2 separate regions of the Mus musculus genome follow, and region 2 is linked to region 1. A link is a contact called in public Hi-C data. All regions are on one chromosome and are shown on one strand. Each heading gives the region's core, a stretch centred on a gene start, on an enhancer-like site or on the middle of the called end of the contact. The rest is flanking DNA. Distances are from core to core; before and after follow the strand shown.

The links. A called contact is a pair of places that touch in the nucleus more often than the background predicts.
Region 2: a Hi-C map of CD8 T cells shows a contact between it and region 1, with 5 times the contacts expected there. The contact joins the promoter of Prss2 here to the enhancer-like site in region 1. A contact is called at or near these places in 19 of 39 promoter capture datasets (the 3T3-L1 cell line, the C10 cell line, the HPC-7 cell line and 12 more), 4 of 15 datasets of contacts at CTCF or cohesin (CD8 T cells, large pre-B cells, pro-B cells and 1 more), 63 of 484 Hi-C or Micro-C datasets (the AML12 cell line, B cells, the C2C12 cell line and 35 more), 3 of 115 datasets of contacts at active chromatin or transcription factors (CD8 T cells and bone marrow-derived dendritic cells) and 4 of 9 other capture datasets (adipose tissue, embryonic stem cells, liver and 1 more).

Annotation. Positions count from the first base shown.
Region 1 is chr6:41,195,282-41,198,425 of GRCm38.p6, reverse strand. It overlaps Tcrb. Among named protein-coding and RNA genes, the nearest start is that of Try4, 110 kb to the left of the region's middle. Within about 2 kb of position 1,750, at least 10 of the 459 cell types and tissues checked have an H3K27ac peak or open chromatin away from gene starts, as enhancers often do. A contact at or near this core is called in CD8 T cells, Th1 cells and group 2 innate lymphoid cells, where this site is marked.
Region 2 is chr6:41,520,268-41,523,487 of GRCm38.p6, reverse strand. It overlaps Prss2 (protease, serine 2), which reads right to left and starts at 1,712. Exons shown (of 5, transcript NM_009430.2): 1 at 1,645-1,712; 2 at 512-671. The coding sequence starts at 1,684. It also overlaps Tcrb.

The DNA of each region.
Region 1 (3,144 bases), core at 501-3,000:
TTTCCTTGTAAAACGAGACTGATCAGATAGTCATCAAGAAGATTGTTAAAGAAAATTTTCCAAGGTTCGGAGTGCCAAAAGCAATAGTGTCAGATAATGGTCCTGCCTTTGTTGCCCAGGTAAGTCAGGGTGTGGCCAAGTATTTAGAGGTCAAATAAAAATTCCATTGTGTGTACAGACCTCAGAGCTCAGGAAAGATAAAAAAGAATAAATAAAACTCTAAACAGACCTTGACAAAATTAATCCTAGAGACTGGCACAGACTTACTTGGTGCCCCTTCCCCTTGCCCTATTTAAAACTGAGAATACTCACTCTTGATTCGGTTTTACTCTTTTTAAGATCCTTTATGGGGCTCCTATGCCCATCACTGTCTTAAATAATGTGTTTAAACCTATGTTGTTATAATAATGATCTGTATACTGTTAAAAGGCTTACAGGTGGTGCAGAAAAAAGTCTGGTCACAACTGGCTACAGTGAACGAGCTGGGTACCCCAAGGACATCTTACCAGTTCCAGCCAGAGATCTGATCTACGTACACCTGCGTCATGCTGAGACCCTCAAGCCTCACTAAAAGGGTCCCTGCCTAGTTCTGTTTACTAATCCGCCTTATTCTGTTTTTGTTCCCATGTTAAAGATAGAGTAAATGCAGTATTCTCCACATAGAGATATAGACTTCTGAAATTCTAAGATTAGAATTACTTACAAGAAGAAGTGGGGAATGAAGAATGAAAAATTACTGGCCTCTTGTGAGAACATGAACTTTCACCTCGGAGCCCACCCCCTCCCATCTGGAAAACATACTTGAGAAAAACATTTTCTGGAACAACCACAGAATGTTTCAACAGGCCAGATGTATTGCCAATCACAGGATATGACTCTTTGGTTGAGTAAACTTGTGGTTGTTAAACTTCCCCTATTCCCTCCCCATTCCCCCTCCCAGTTTGTGGTTTTTTCCTTTAAAAGCTTGTGAAAAATTTGAGTCGTCGTCGAGACTCCTCTACCCTGTGCAAAGGTGTATGAGTTTCGACCCCAGAGCTCTGTGTGCTTTCATGTTGCTGCTTTATTTCGACCCCAGAGCTCTGGTCTGTGTGCTTTCATGTTGCTACTTTATTAAATCTTGCCTTCTACATTTTATGTATGGTCTCAGTGTCTTCTTGGGTACGCGGCTGTCCCGGGACTTGAGTGTCTGAGTGAGGGTCTCCCCTCGAGGGTCTTTCATTTGGCCGGGAATTCGAAAATCTTTCATTTGGTGCATTGGCCGGGAATTCGAGAATCTTTCAGACTTAAACAGTGAGCTGAAGAGATAGATTATGGCTGAGAAGTTTTGAGTCTATAATGGTCTTAGATTTCACCACACTCAGTTATGTGCAGATAGTAAACTTGTCATTTATTTGTTTTCATTGTGGTTTTTAATACTTACATATGAATATTGAATTATGTCATGCAATGTTATATGCCACTTAAATTTGTCTCAAAAGAGTTATCCTATTTGTATATTTGTATAGTCTAGGATGTTATTTTCTGTTTGGATTCATTTCGGTATGAACAATCGTAGTCAATTCATTCCCATTCATACTTAGCATCCTATTATACTCATTTGTTGAAGGTCATTAACCATTCTTGATAATTTCATCAAAGTAGAATCTTTACTACTACAAACAATATTTTACATGTCTTGTACATGGCTCTGGACTGTACATATGGCAAGATTTCCTCTCACTGTAGAAATATACACACAGCCACATTAACTTTACACAGCATGACAAAATCCTTGCTGGATTAACTGAGTCAAATAATTATCCCAGTACTTTATGAGTGTGTTTAATGAGCCACATCCCTGGCTTAACTGATGTTCAGTAGTTCTCTAATTTTGTCTATTAAACTAAAGTTTTGCCACATGGTAAAATAAAATTTTAATTTTTATTTGTGTCTGACAAAGAGATTGATATCTTTTACATTCATAGGCTACTTGTCTGTCCTAGAAGTGGCCCTTTGTCCCTTAGGTTTTGGCTGATTAGCTTTTTCACTCATGGTATTTTTGTATCTCCTGCATATTACTCCTTTTGGTGGTCTTGCTATTCTTTCCAAGTCATGATTTGCATTTATACTCTCTTTGAAATGATTTTTGTTCTTTATATGCCCCAGTACAGGGGAACACCAGGGCCAAAAAATGGGAGTGGGTGGGTAGGGGAGTGGGTGGGAGGATATGGGGGACTTTTGGGATAGCATTGGAAATGTAAATGAGGAAAATACCTAATAAAAAGTATAAAAAAAAGAAATGATTTTTGTTACAGTTTTCATTTGTTGAAATTACATTTTTTTTAATTATACACACGCTTGTATTATTTACAAGAGATTCTCCAAATTCAACCTCATGATTATCTACCAAGGTACTTAACATTTTGAGTATACATTTAAGCACTTAATCCATTTGTAATGTATTTTGTTTTATGCCCATGAAGAAAGGTTTAAATTTATCATTTCTTGTAGGCTAAACCACTTGTTCTAGATTAGTTCATAGTATACCACAACACTCTCTTTTTTATCTGCAGTGACATTTCTATTACATATTAAATTCATCTATAAATGCCTATTTTGTTATTTGACTATTTCCATTTGCTATATATTGAAAATAATTTTCAAAGCACAGGGCAAATTACTTTGCTTTATAGTTTTTCAATGTTATCTTACCTATACTCCTCTTTTATCCACTTAAATTTTAGTTTTCTCCAATTTTTACAAAAGAGAGCTTCCTTTTGTGACTGTACTTAGTGTTGTCCTAAACACTTAAATGATTATGCTAAGGGTGGGAAATCTCACTATCGGGCTCATTTATTTGTGACCACACTGTACATTTCCACTTATTTCAGACTTCTGAAATGTATTTTTCTGTAATCTAAGTAATTTCTTGTATTAAAATCTTGCTTATTTTCTAGTGTATTTGTTCCTGGTCCCATATGCCCTTCCTTTTTTTTTTTTTTTGGTTTTTCGAGACAGAGTTTCTTTGTATAGCCCTGGCTGTCCTGGAACTCACTCTGTAGACCAGGCCAGCCTCGAACTCAGAAATTCGCCTGCCTCTGCCTCCCAAGTACTGGGATTAAAAGCATGTGCCACCATGCCCTGCCCTTGCCTCTTTTTAAAAAA
Region 2 (3,220 bases), core at 463-2,962, 330 kb before region 1:
GTGAGACCTAGGCCTGTTTAGTCCAAAGTATTATGACATGGAACCTTGAGGGAAGTTTACATTCTTGTTCCCAACTCTACAAGTACTGAGTCAGTGTCCCTGTCATTTATGTTACATACCTGGGACTGAGAAAGCCTAGTAGAGACTGCATTGAGTTTTACCAATTTTTAGCTGTATTTCTGAAAAGTTGGAGTTCATTTTTCTTCTTAGCTAGTGGTGGTTGTACAAAGTTCTTGCCTGACTTTCTCACAAGTATGTATAGTAACAAAACAAATATTTCTTGGTTTAATGACTCACATTCATTGCTATTTTATGAGTTTGTTGAGGAAATGAGAGCCTTCCTATTCTGTATCAAATTTTCCACAGTGCTCACAATAGTTAACTGCTGCCAGCAACTTCTCCTCATGGCTTTCTTTCCCCCATTCACCTTACAACTTCACCACTTGACGAAGTGCTGTGTTCTAAATATTTCCCAGAACGTGGGCTTCTTACTTAGGGGTTAGTCACTTACTATTTGTAGCAGTGAGCTGCAGACACCACCCACTGGTCATTGATGAGGGAACCTCCACAGAAGTGGTAGCCAGCATTTAGGGACACCTGATAGGGGACAGAACTCTCTCGGCAGGTGTATCCTCCAACAATCTTGTCATCATCATCCACAGGGAAAGCAACTTCATGGGAGATAGGAAATGAAAATAAGCAAATGCATCTGGGTATTGGAGGTTCCATGGCAGCTAAAACCCTTAGGATTTCTTACTGAGCACCATGAGTGTAGGAAAGCTGCACTCGTTCTATCTCTAATAGGCAACATAGATTTTAGGGCTTCCCAGTATCAGGTTCTGTAGGACAGACAGATAGTTCCCACAGAACTAGATCTGTTCCCAGATCTCTTCTGAGCATCCGTGATGGGACAGCAAGAATTACCTGAGAAAACACTTAATTGGATCCCATTAGAAGTCAGTTCTTCCCATTGCTTGCTTTATTTATATATATGTGTATTTCTTATCTGTTCCACCTGAATATTGGCTTTTTACCTGGGCCAGTGTCTCACAGAAAATTTTTACCTAGGCTAGCTTCCCATAGAAATCAACTCTTTAGAATGAATCAAGAATAGAAAGGAATATGCAAGACAACTTAGACTTATCAAGGGAAACATAGCCGATGAACTTGCCAATATATCAGTATTTCTTAACTTTGACTGGTAAGATGAAGTTTATTTAGAGATGGACCTATTAAACAGGCAAGACCTAAGACATATAGGATCAGAATTCTAATGGTTGAATATTTAGCAAAAATAAGCTTTTTGTGTCTGTAAACACATTTTTTCCTTAAGAACACCTGTGGTGGAAGTATCACAGAGCTGCTGGAGTCAAGCAGTGGACATGCAGGCTCATTTTATGGAACCTTCTTGTTAGCTTCACCTTTCAACATTCCCTGCTCTTGGCACCAATTAGAATGAAGACTGGAGACAAGAGTAGATTAAAGGCTAAGTGAGAAAAACAAGGAATGAGAAGCCAGGAAAGTAGGGAGAAGGTTTGAGAGGCTGGTGAGACTATCAGAATATAGGTAAGAGACAGCATTGGGATAGTTCATATATTTCATTCAGTGGAACAGACAGAGCTTGGGAAAAAGAGTGAAACTCACCAGCAGCTCCCACAAGGGCTAGGATCAGAAGTGCACTCATGGTGACAGAAAGTCATGAGCACAGAAAGAGTGCCTGTCTTTATAGTTCCCTAAACAAAGAGGAAGGCACCTTGGCTAAAAGTGGAGGGGTCATTTTTTTTTTTCCCTGCACAAACATAGCTGCAGGTTTCTCTTTCCCAGAGTCTTGCATCAGCTTTGCTCTGTTTGGTGCCCTTGTCACATGGCGAGCTACAGGTGACAAGGGAACTTTTTTCTCAGGTCACATAAGGAGGACAATTGCTTCTTGGAAGGATCATGCAATGGAAAAACCAGGGGAAGTCAAGCCCTTGTCTCCACAGTGGGATTTCTTAGGCTTAGGTGATAAGAGGAAGAGCAAAGACTGTCTAAGATCCTTAGACATCCTGACTTCATTAATGTTTTAAGGAACTTTGAGCAAGGACTGGTTCTAGTAACTAGTGGGGTTGCTTGGTGCCCTCATGGTAGGAAATCAGCATTGCCTAAGCCCCTTATCTATGAACCTGACTATTTTACTGAACAAGAAGATGAAATTAAAGGGTTCTAAGGTCTGCAATTAAAACAGCCATGATGAAAAACTAGGAGGTGCAGAATTCAATCTAAGCTGGGGCTTTCACTTAGCTCTTTTCTAACCAGACTCATGGATTGAAGGTGTGTTTTGAAGAGGATGGATAAAACTTAAATAAGTACTTCCTCTATATGTTACAGGGGTGGAATGCTCACATCAAAACTGTGCTCTATTTTTCTGTTGCCTTTTGCTCTTGTCATATGTCACTTTTAAGGGTCATCAAGGCTCCAGAAAATTACACTAAGTATTAATACCTCGTATTCTAGGAAAATGCATCCTGAGATAAAAGTATATATGATGTTTTGGATGTGAGAAAATGTTTGGACAGTGTTTAATCTGGGTCCCAGTGAGATAATTAGTTGTGTATAGATATGAAAGGATTCTGTAAATGTCTATTTTTAACATAAAAAGAGGTCTGGTGAGTGGGAGTGGGGGTTGGGGACATCCTCTTGGAGATGGGGGAAGAGGTATGGGATGTGGAACAGTCAGAAGGTGGACTGGGAGGGGTATAAAAGTCTGGACTGTAAAAAGAGAATAAAATTTAAAAAAAAGAGTATTATAATATGCTCATCCCTCAATTTATTGCAGTAAAACCTGGCCAGAGAAGAAAAAGTGAAGAAAAAGATAAACAGTTGACTGGCGATGGATCAATTTTAATCTAGTTATACAGTCAGTTGGAGGAGCCTTGCTGTCAATTGTTTATCTTTTTCTTTACTCCAAATCTAGGCTTTGGGAGCTTTCAATTGGAGCTGAGATTATGTGTCAGTGTTTTTTGCAAGATACTGAACATTCTAGAGATACTAAATAAAGGTGAAAAAAACTGAGCTTAAACTGTAATTGTGGTGGAGACGGTAAGATGACCAGAGGTTGGGGAAATGCAGAGTATACTGCAGGAAAGGCCAACATGGGGCTCAACAGGCTCTTCAGTGGCCCCATTCCTGACATTATTAGGGCAGATTTACAAAAAGTCCCTGTACTGAATCCTCTCATTTC